Linked DNA regions of Zea mays: region 2 is linked to region 1. A link is a contact called in public Hi-C data. All regions are on one chromosome and are shown on one strand. The core of a region is the stretch at or near the end of the contact, and the rest is flanking DNA. Distances in the headings are between cores, read along the strand shown. Region 1 holds the start of LOC100526750. Region 2 holds the start of LOC105667212.

Region 1 (5,635 bases), core at 2,796-5,295:
CAGCGACGCAAGGGCAGGGCTCGGGCGGCGCAGAGGCTGGGCGCGGGCGGCGGAGTACGTAGGCGGCGGCGGTGTTTTCTGTTCGGGTGAGAGAGAGAGGAGAGAAACAATGGAGAAGAAGGGGCCCGACAGTTTTGAAAAACGCTATTTTCGGTGGCCAAGGGAGGGCCGCCGAAATTAACACCCTATTTCCGGCGGCTGTGTCACAGGCCGCCGAAAATAGGGCTCTTTTCGGCGGCTATGTCAGACCGCCGAAAATAACAACTTATTTTCGGTGGCCCTTCCCTGACCGCCAAAAATAGTGGGGGCCGCCGAAAATGACTGTATCTCTTGTTATGTTCTAGATGTCATGATATTTTTGGAGTATTGGAAACTTCACTTCAACCTACAGTTTTTATGGCATGGCTAGCTTTTGTCACTATGGTATTATCATGACAATTACAAAGTAAAATATTATAAAACTATGATTTTGAGAAATATTATTGCTAACACAGTCATTTAGAGGGGTATAAAGACTGAGAAATAAGACTGGTTCGAGTAGTTCACCCATATGTTCACTCAAAACACTGTTTTGCACTGTTCGTACAGTGAAGTTTGAATATAAGTATGATGTTAGGTAAGCTACTGGAGATAGCCTAAGAGTGTCTCCAACAATGCCTCAAACTAGTGCCTCAAATTGAAATATGTGGCTCTACACAGGAAAAACTACTCCAACAGTGCCCTATTTTATAATTTTTTGTCAAAAAACTATAGGGCACTCTCTCAAGTGACTCAAATACACTACACCATAGTGGGCTGCCCTATAATCTAGATTTGGGGCTTTACTGTTGGAGCGAGGTGTTTTGTTGGTGCCCTAAATTCTATAAAATATATTTATTTTCAAATTATAGGGCATTTTTATAGGTCACGTTGTTGGAGATGCTCTAAACATTGAGGGTTCTCTCTAGCCATAAAAAAAACTAGAGACGACGTAGAGGCCAGGACCAGCATTGTACTCTACAAGCGCTTGGTGACTGTCGTGAGTAGGGATGGCAACGGGGAATTCCCCGTCGGGTTTTAGCTCCCCAAACCCGTCCCCGCGACAAAAAAATTTCCCCGCGGGGATCCCCACGAACGCTTACGGGGGACATTTCTTCCCCATCCCCGTTCCCCGCGGGGATAAATCCCCGTCGGGGATCCTCATCCCCGCTTAAATTATAATTAAATCGTACTTCATTTGTTATTAATGTAAAATATTGTCACTTATACACATTGTTAAATGTAAAATTCATTATGTGCACATTAAAAGCAATGTATTTGTACAACGGGTGATCTCTTGACAAGGTAATTCTTTACTTTTATCATTAACTATTACATGAAAATATTGTCACATGTAAGTTTAACGGGTCCCCGCGGGGAACGGGGATGGGGAATGCTTCCCCATCCCCGTCCCCGTTTACCCGTCGGGGGAGAACTTTTCCCCATTTACATCCCCGTGGGGAAAGAAACTTCCCCATCCCCATCCCCTAATAGAGGAATTCCCCGCGGGGAATCGGGGATCGGGTCCCCATTGCCATCTCTAGTCGTGAGGCTATAAAGCCGGCCCGAATCTCCTTGGGCCCAGCCACGCCACGCCATGGCTTTCCATCCCCCCAATACCAAGTAGTTCCAAAAACTAAAGGGATGCTCAGTGGAAAGGTTGTGCCTGCTCTTTTCCATACAGATTTGCGTTCATCAATGGCAGCGCGGGATCTCATGAGGTCACTGGGTTCTTGCAAGTGGGGAGAGAAAGGGAGATCTACGAAAGACTTGTTAGTGGGCCACCTTTTCCCTCTTTCCCCACAAGGACGAGATCGTGGATTAGAGTAGGAAAGTGATTCCGCATTGGTCTCAAATCTTGGCGAAAGATTGCATTGTGTACTCTCCACCACTCGACCGGCAACGAGGCATTTTGTTATTGCACGATGCATCCTTTGCACATGAGCTAGGCTTGTGCCTTTGAGTATTCAGTTAGCATTGCAACCCCATTTCAATTCACATGCTTGTCTTTCCAAGGAACTTTCTAAGCCACCTAACAGACATTAGGGTTTATATCAGAATCGAGCTCATGGCGTACTTTATGCTGCACGAACAATGGGTTGGGGGCGTCGTTTCTTGCATGAGAGCATGCGCATCCTGGTAAGGATTTCGCCAAAAGAACTTTAGTCCTCTACCGACTTTGTGTTTGCGTGATCTCGTGATTTGAAGCCTGTGGTGGTGTGCTGAGGCAGCATATTGGAAGGTATCTCTGTGTTGATATGGCATCCGTCCGTGGACAAATCGATACCACATACTGTTCTTGGATTCTATTCTTGGGATTGCTAAATGATCTAGATAGATTATATTCTCTTGTTGCAGCCCCTATTGCTTCAATACGAAGAAAACCCAACGTTTAGAACTTAATAAAACCATTTGTGAGCTTAGCTGCTTAGGCAATTCATTTTTATGCATGACAAATATATAATAATATTAGCTATACTATTATTGATGCAACCTGTGGGAGCGTATAAAATGGTACTTCCCCAATTCTAAATTATAAGACGTTTTGACTATATATTCTACATACATATGTTTAATTTTATATTTAGATAATCGCTATGCCTTAATATATAGTAAAAAGTAGTATATCTAGAAAAGATAAAACATCTTATAATTTAAAAATGGGTAGAGTATTATATTAGATATGAACAGTGCTTAGATGCCACCAAAATTTTGCCATGCCATCCTAAGGCCAGCAAAAGTTTGTGTCTTCTTTTGTTTTCCAAACCACTAGATGCCAATATACTATTTATCATCGATCGAGATGTAGGTCTTAGTTAATTGTGTCGGGTGCCCTTGAGAAAGAAAAGAAAAAGGTGGGATTTTGTTTTCGCTTAGACGATGATTGGATCTCTTGGTCTCTGAATTCCATCCCGAATAAACAAATGAAGTAGGTCCTCAGTCACCCTTGCCCTGTTAGCTGCAAGAGAGCTCATGGTTTCCAGCCACACAATCAGTCCATGGCTCCTTCTCCTTGGCCTAAGTGGTGGCCAATCATTGTGGGTGATCGAGTCTTGGGCCCTCTGAACAGTATTACACAACAGTAATCCTGCAAAAGATTTGGTATATCTAGATTCTAGAGTGAGCGCCGTGTTGTGCCCAGCTAGGAATGGGTTGTCAAGTGCAACAGGAGGAGGACCCAGGATGGTCAGGTGTAATAGGCTCTCATTAAAAGACTGTTCAGATGGATTAGAGCAACGACGGGGAAGCCGGGAAAAAAATGGTTGGTTCTGCTTTCCTCTCGCTCCCCGGCCGGGTTCATATATGAATCTGAGAACGATATTTTTTGCTTCATTTTTCATTTGCTATATATTTAAACTGTTTTTTTGTGTGTGTGTGTGTGTTCATTGAGCTCAATACTTGAGGCTTGATAGGGAGAGGAGTGAGGCAGCTGATCACATGGACCTCCATCTGAGGACAGTTCCTCTTCCGAAACAGAAAGGAGAGTGCAGGGACCAGCGTGGCCTGTACAGTATTGTGTTTGCCCTTTTCCTTTGGCAGGGACAGAGAGCTTCAGGCTTGTCCTCTTTATGTATGCTGCTCGCCTGCTTCAGAGTCAGAGCTTCCCCTTCTCACTTCTCAGAGAGAGAGAGAGAGAAGAGAGAGAGAGGAGAGCCCTCCACAGCTCCCCTGTCCTGCCCTCAGGCATTCTTTGTCACAGGGGGCGAGGGCTGAAGATCATCACATGGTGGCCTTTTTTGGGTCTGTGGCCTTTGGTCTTTTAGTGCTTCTTCCTTTTACCTCCTCATGACATGAACCCCCTTTTTAAAACCTCCCTCAAAATCAAATCACCCTCCTGCTCCTTTAAGAGCCCTCAACCCCTTCCCCTCATTTTCCTTCATCCCTCAGCCTTTGCACAAAGGGCAAGAATAACGCAGTATGATCACCTGATCTCCTCCCGCCGCCATCACAATCCCACACGTACGTGAGACAAAGGTAACAGACGCAAGAAGCTAGCAGCTGCAGGAGATTGCTCAGCCCATCTCCATGGAGGTTGCCATGGTCGTCAGCGCAAGAGCCAGCCTGCTGATCCTCGTCATCTCCCTCTGCTCTCCGTACAAATTCATACAGAGCCCCATGGACCTGGGCCCCCTGAACCTGCTCCCCACCACCAGCACCGCGGCCGCGTCCAGCGACTTCGGCAGGATACTCTTCCGCGCCCCGGCCGCGGTGCTGAGGCCCCAGTCGCCGAGGGACATCTCCATGCTGCTCAGCTTCCTCTCCGGCTCGCCCTCGCTGAGCAGGGTCACGGTGGCGGCCAGGGGGGCAGGCCACTCCATCCACGGGCAGGCGCAGGCCCCGGACGGCATTGTGGTGGAGACGCGCTCCTTGCCCGGCGAGATGGAGTTCCACCACGTCCGCGGGGGAGGCGAAGGGCGTGCCTCCTACGCCGACGTGGGCGGCGGGGTTCTGTGGATCGAGCTCCTGGAGCGGAGCCTGAAGCTTGGGCTGGCTCCCAGGTCCTGGACCGACTACCTCTACCTCACTGTCGGCGGGACGCTGTCCAATGCCGGCATCAGCGGGCAGACGTTCAAGCACGGGCCACAGATCAGCAACGTCCTCCAGCTGGAGGTAGTCACAGGTGAGACACACGCACGCATGCATGCGTGCATGCATGGTACATAGATGAAACACAAAGATCAGATTTTTTTTTCTGCCTCTCTTTCTTGACCAACAAACAACCTCTCTCTCTCTCTCTCTCTCTCTCTCTCTCTCTCTATAACAAACAGGACGAGGGGAGATTGTGGAATGCTCACCCAGCAAGGAGGCCGACCTGTTCAATGCCGTCCTGGGAGGCCTAGGCCAGTTCGGCATCATAACCAGGGCCAGGATCCTGCTGCAGGAGGCTCCGGAGAAGGTGACGTGGGTGAGGGCCTTCTACGACGACTTGGGCGCCTTCACCAGGGACCAGGAGCTGCTGGTGTCGATTCCGGATTCGGTGGACTACGTGGAAGGGTTCATGGTCCTGAACGAGCGGTCCCTCCACAGCTCCTCCATCGCCTTCCCCGCGAGCGTGGACTTCAGCCCGGATTTCGGCACCAGGAGCAGCCCTAGGATCTACTACTGCGTCGAGTTCGCGGTGCACCACCACCACGGTTACCAGAAGCAGTCTCAGGCGGCCGTGGAGGCCATCTCGAGGCGGATGAGCCACATGGCGTCCCAGCTGTACAGCGTGGAGGTGTCCTACTTGGACTTCCTGAACCGGGTCAGGATGGAGGAGGTGAGCCTGCGGAGCGCCGGGATGTGGGAGGAGGTGCACCACCCGTGGCTCAACATGTTCGTGCCCAAGCCCGGGGTCGCTGGCTTCAGGGATCTGCTCATGGACAACGTCTCGCCGGATAGCTTTCAGGGCCTCATCCTCATCTACCCACTCCTCAGAGACAAGTAAGTACCACTCTTCTAATAATAATAATTATGATGACACAAAAGCTATGTAGTAGTACATCCATGAAGATACGCCTACTTTCGGCTTTTCTCAAAGCAAGCTTATCTGCTTTTATTAATCCCGGCCTCTTCCGACCGTCCTCTCACTTCATATTAGCTTCCAAGAAGTCCAAGTTGGGCAAGCAAGCATTTC
Region 2 (5,712 bases), core at 167-2,666, 170 kb before region 1:
TGGCCTTTCAAAAAACTACTCTCATCTTCTCACAGTGACAGGCGGACCCTGTCCATCAGCTTCATCTTCTTCCGGACGGATCCTCGGTTGAGGTCATGCTCACCCGCATGGCAGCCGAGGTCCCTCGTGGTGACTAGGGCCATGCCCGTTGCTAGGGCATGGGCCAAAGCCATGCATGCTCGAGGGAATGGCCTTGCCCCGGGGAGGCCAGAGAGGGAGAGGTCGCCGGAGCCGAGCACAGGAGAGGAAGGAGCACTGCCATTAGCCGAAGACACCGCACGGCAAGAGGTCACGGTCTCAGGTCTCACAAGCCGGGAGAGGTTGGAGACAGGAAAGAAGAAAAAACAAACCGATATCTTCATAATGAGTGACAAGTGATAATTTTTTAAAGTTGCCCACCTTCACACCAGGTAAAAGCAGGAGAGCTGCTTTAATTTTTGTACTAGAGTAGAGGCAGTTTTTGGCCTAAAGCAATTTTAGTCCAAAACAGATAGTGCTTTTCACCCCTTTGGTTGGCTAGTCTTTTGGTTTTTGCAAAAGCAAATGGAAGTTTAGAAGTCCAACCAAATGGAGACATAAATAAGTAGCCGAAGACAGAAACAGAAAAAATGCCTAGCAGTAACCAGTTCAGACAACCAATGGCATCCACCCTGGCTATTTCAGCAATAAAAATGCACATGCACCCTAGCTATTTCAGCAATAAAAATGTGCATGCACCCTGGCTATTTCAGCAATAAAAACATGGAAGAGGCAGTGCATAAGGTAAGCCACGCAGTAGACACCTCCGGAGCCACTAGAAAATCGGTCTTAATCTAACTTCTCTGGAGCTAACTGCCCTTTCATTTAGTAGAGATATCCATGCAGCAGCTACCAATGACAAAATGCTATGAGTCTACCACAGTATCACTCAGTGTGAAAACTAAATCCATGACTTCTTAACTCGTCCAACGCTACGTAATCTAGCACAGCTGCTGCTATTAAACATCATATCAAGTGATTAATAAGAAACACGGTACATCTTATCGCCGAGCACAATACAGCAAATCTAATACAAATGGGATCTACTAAGCACCAGCGCTTTCCTACTAGTTCCGACCACACATCAATCAATAAAACAGCCCAAAGATAATCTCCGATTTCAACTCAAATCGTCCAAACGCGCATGTACGTAACCGGGCCAAGCGTGCAGATCCAGCAGCTCCTAGGCCAAACAAAATCGCGCCAAACAGCGCTACTCGATGCGAGAAGGAAGCTACTCACGCTACGATACTGGAGATAGGGAGCTCACCTTGGCTCGGGGCGCAGGGGAAGCGGCGGCGGCGAGAGTGAGGAGAGGATACGAATGCGGGACGGGGCGGACGGGAGACCCGCGAGGTGCCGAGAAAAGGATAGATAGGGCTCGGGAGGCTAGCTCACTGGCTGGCTGCCACTGCCCACTGCGAACCCATTTCTAGTTTAGGGTTTTAGCCCTGAGGGATTCTAGGCCGTCTGATTTGTGATGAACGGGTGCCGCAGGCTCTGTCTATATTAGCAACATTTGTACTACTCTATTATCATCTAGTCCATTGCTACAATTATTATACATCATATAAGTAGATTTTATTTTGCTAAAACATAAAAGTATTTGTCTTATAATGAGAGTGAGAGAGAAATAAACTCAAGAGCATAAGAACCTTTACTCAAGGTAAAGTTTTGTCATGCCGTTCAAGGTACCGCCCGCGTTGAGAAGCATGGTAGGGCTAGATTTTCTACCAGAAAATTTGCTGTCCACTGTGACATAGCATACTATACCAATCCATATGACACGATAATATTTTCGCCACGTGAGGGGCGTTAGCACAGCTAGAAATGTTAGAACTAAAAATAAAAGTAGATATGCTTATTTTTAAAATATAAGATTTTAAAAAGAATTATAAAAATAAAAAAACCACCCGATTGCCCACGCCACTGCCCACTGCACATAGGCGGAGGCATTTCTCTTGTTCATCGGCTAAGGCTTTTTTTTAAAAGCAATCCAGTTTTTAAGATTAGTTTTTATTTTTTAGATAGAAGAGACTAGCTTTTTAGTTTTTAAAAAATGAAAATCTAATTTCTATAAATTGACCCAATTTCTATAAACATTTTTTAGAAACTGGGTGAACAGGGCAGGGCGTAAGCGAATAGGCCGAGCACTTGGCGTTTCATGGGCCAAATTCTGAGGGCTGGGCTGAAGTAGATTTTGTTCCTGGATTTCGTAACGAGCACGGGAATCGGTCCTGTTAATTTTGTTGGGCCACCGGGGCCACGGCCTACGTCAGCAACAAACACTTATTTTTCTCCTCCGGCCACCCCGCCCGCCCAACCTATAGGCGAGACCGGAGAGTGCCATATCCCGCGACGCCGCAGCATCCGCTTGACTCCACTTTATGCAAGTGTGCCTCCGGCGAGGCCTCTCGCTAGTTCGGCAGCACACCTCCCGCGTCCTTCCCCCACTGTCTCTCCACCCTACCCGCTTCTTCCTTCACCAATCCGCGTCCGACCCGATGGGTGAGGGTTCCGTTCCTGGTAAGGACGCCAAGGGGAAGGGGAAGGCCAAGCACCCCGCCCAGGCTTCGGCCCTGGTCGCTCGCGACGACTCCTACCTGGAGGCCGTCACACATAAGAGGATTCGCTTGTTCGAGGAGATCCAGGCAAGGCAGGCCGTCGAGCGGCTGAATATCGGCGGCGAAGTTATCAAGTGAGTGCTCTAACGGTCTGCTTGCGAGGTTATTGTCGAATTAGAGTCAGGCATGTGAATCATAGTATCTGCACTTAGGTTTAGCTTATGAAATTCATAATATGGCACCATGAAATTGAACAGCTGACTGTTAGTTTTTGCTGTACCAAATGTTGTCTGCTTGCTCATAATGCTGATGGATTCTCACTCTGAACCATTGTTTGGGGCCATGCCCTTCAGGATAACTCTGCCTGATGGTGCAATCAAAGAAGGGAAGAAATGGATAACAACCCCAATGGATATTGCTAAGGAGATATCAAGTGGATTTGCAGCTAGTTGTTTGATAGCTCAAGTGGACGAAACACTCTGGGATATGGGGAGGCCACTGGAAGGTGACTGCAAATTGCAAATGTTCAAGTTTGATACCAATGAAGGCCGTGACACCTTCTGGCACTCAAGTGCTCATATTCTTGGAGAAGTGAGTTGGCATTTCGCTTGTTCATGTCTTTGAGCATGCTTTTTTTATTTAAACATTTTTCATATTCTTCATGCTATTTTGTTATTCAAGTGAGTTTCAGTATTTGTATAATTGTATGTGGTAATTCATTTTCAATTCAATTATCATTAAGTGTAGATGTAAATTTGCAGTCTCTTGAGAGAGCATATGGCTGCAAGCTGTGTATTGGGCCTTGCACCACAAGAGGGGAGGTATGAAAATGACCTGAGGATCAATCACCTTAAAGCTTAATGAAGTTAATGTAGCCATTTTATCTGTTGTTGAACTGCTTTCTATTCCACCTGACATGTTAAGGGTTTCTACTATGATGCTTACTACAATGAGCTGACATTAAACGAGGAGCACTTTGGTGTCATTGAAAACCAAGCTAAAAAGGCTGTTGCGGTATGCTTTGAATTTTAACTCATCATTTAAGCTTATTATGTGAACTTGTTTTGTGAGCACTATCTACCTAGATGATTTATTTCAATGCATTTGCGAGGGGAAGGTTTGCCCCGGTTTATCCCTTCCCCAGACCCCACTTATGTGGTAGCTTTCGGCACTGGGTCTATCCATGTCTTGCATTGTTTTTGTGACACATTGAAGCACTGTAGCTAGATACATTGGTTATTACATGGTTAAATCCCATTTGGTGCAGGAAAAGCAACCATTTGAACGCATCGAGGTCAGCAGGGCAGAAGCTCTTGAAATGTTTGCTGAAAATAAATTCAAGGCAACCTTCCTTGCTCCTATCTTGTTCGTTTCATTCCTCTATATTGTTTTGCTGCATATGTTAAGCATATATGACCTATAGTCATTCTTACAAAAAAATGGATTATATGTCAGGTTGAAATTATTAATGAGTTGCCCGAGGACAAGACCATTACAGTATACAGGTGTGGTCCTTTAGTTGACCTATGCCGTGGGCCACATATCCCGAATACTTCCTTCGTCAAAGCTTTCGCTTGTCTGAAGGTAATGATTCTTTATTTATGCACTAATCTTCGGATTCTCTTTATAGTGGAACTGGCTGTTTCATATGTATACACATGTAAATATTTAGGCTTCATCATCATATTGGAGAGGAAAAGCAGACCGTGAAAGCCTGCAGAGAGTATATGGAATATCTTTCCCTGATTCTCGACGTCTCACGGTATAGAATATAATTTCTGCTTATGATGCTATATTGCTATCTCTGATGACGTGGACAACTATAAACTGTTTACTAATCTATAACCCTGCTGAACATGTATGTTACATTTGCACTATAGATACTAGCATAAATTATTTGTCATGATTCATGTGTTGCACCTGACTAGGCAGAAAGTTTCATACACGATGATAATATGATATGACATGCACTTTCCCCTGAATCAATGTAATTTGTTGGTTAACATGGGTTATGGGGATAAGGATAGTTTGCACAACACATTTTGTGAAACTGTTAGTGAGCGTGTCTCTTAGGCACTGATAAGTTCAGGTAACCGTATAATTATGAATTATCAAGCCAGGTCATGGCTTTCAGATCTGTGTTATCGTAATCTGTCCCTGAATGATATGCTTACATTTTCTTTTGTTATTGTTCTCATCTTTTGCGTCTATGTTTATTACATGATACTTTGCAGGAATATAAACATTTTCTAGAGGAAGCTAAGAAACGTGATCATAGGATACTAGGGAAATCACAGGAACTCTTCTTTTTCCATGAACTTAGGTACCTTAGCACTCCTTTATTTTTCTTCATATCTCCATTGCGACATCTCTGGTTAATGGCGAATTGCTGATTGTACTTATAAATTATAATTGTGCAGCCCTGGAAGCTGTTTCTTCCTTCCACATGGTGCTAGAATATATAACAAACTGATGAACTTTATGCGAAAACAGTACAGAGATAGAGGATACCAAGAGGTTTACACTAGTTGGTTATTTACTCAGTTGGATCAGATTATAGACATTTCTGATCAATTCCACTGTTTTTGTTCCTTATATGCCTATCTTATAGGTGTTGAGCCCAAATATTTACAATATGCAACTTTGGGAAACTTCCGGACATGCTGCAAACTACAAGGAGAACATGTTTGTTTTTGAGGTATGCTGCAGAATCTGTGTCAGTTTATTCTACATTACATGTGTTGTAGACTCATCAGTGAGTTACAACCTTTGCTGATTGCTTGTTGGATCAATTCTTGTGCAGATTGAGAAACAGGAATTTGGGCTTAAGCCAATGAATTGTCCTGGCCACTGTCTAATGTTTGCTAATAGGGTCCGGTCATACAGAGGTTTCTTCCTAATTATTGTATTCTAAATTGCTTTGTTTTAATTGAAACCTTTTGCTTTCATGACAATAGCTTAAAGTAGTTGTGGAACTGATAGATCTCCATCCCTAGGGCAATTATCTAAGTGCCTAAACAACTCATGACAGGTCCACTTACTGATAGTCAATTTCTTCACATTTGGTGTACAAAAGAACCAAATAGTTATTTAATATATACTCACGTTTAGTCAACTACTTCACATTTGG

The links. A called contact is a pair of places that touch in the nucleus more often than the background predicts.
Region 2: a contact with region 1 is called in a Hi-C map of tassel, with 9 times the contacts expected there. The contact joins the promoter of LOC105667212 here to the promoter of LOC100526750 in region 1. A contact is called at or near these places in 13 of 25 Hi-C or Micro-C datasets (ear, endosperm, leaf and 3 more).

The regions. Positions count from the first base shown.
Region 1 is chr1:235,670,509-235,676,143 of Zm-B73-REFERENCE-NAM-5.0, reverse strand. LOC100526750 reads left to right here and starts at 4,045. Exons shown (of 3, transcript NM_001199030.2): 1 at 4,045-4,639; 2 at 4,788-5,442. The coding sequence starts at 4,045.
Region 2 is chr1:235,833,109-235,838,820 of Zm-B73-REFERENCE-NAM-5.0, reverse strand. It overlaps LOC105667212, which reads right to left and starts at 1,416. Exons shown (of 6, transcript NM_001308029.1): 1 at 1,289-1,416. LOC103643444 (threonine--tRNA ligase, mitochondrial 1) reads left to right here and starts at 2,291. Exons shown (of 20, transcript XM_008666634.4): 1 at 2,291-2,716; 2 at 2,936-3,173; 3 at 3,344-3,403; 4 at 3,507-3,596; 5 at 3,850-3,924; 6 at 4,038-4,166; 7 at 4,255-4,344; 8 at 4,817-4,905; 9 at 5,003-5,099; 10 at 5,194-5,280; 11 at 5,386-5,470. The coding sequence starts at 2,406.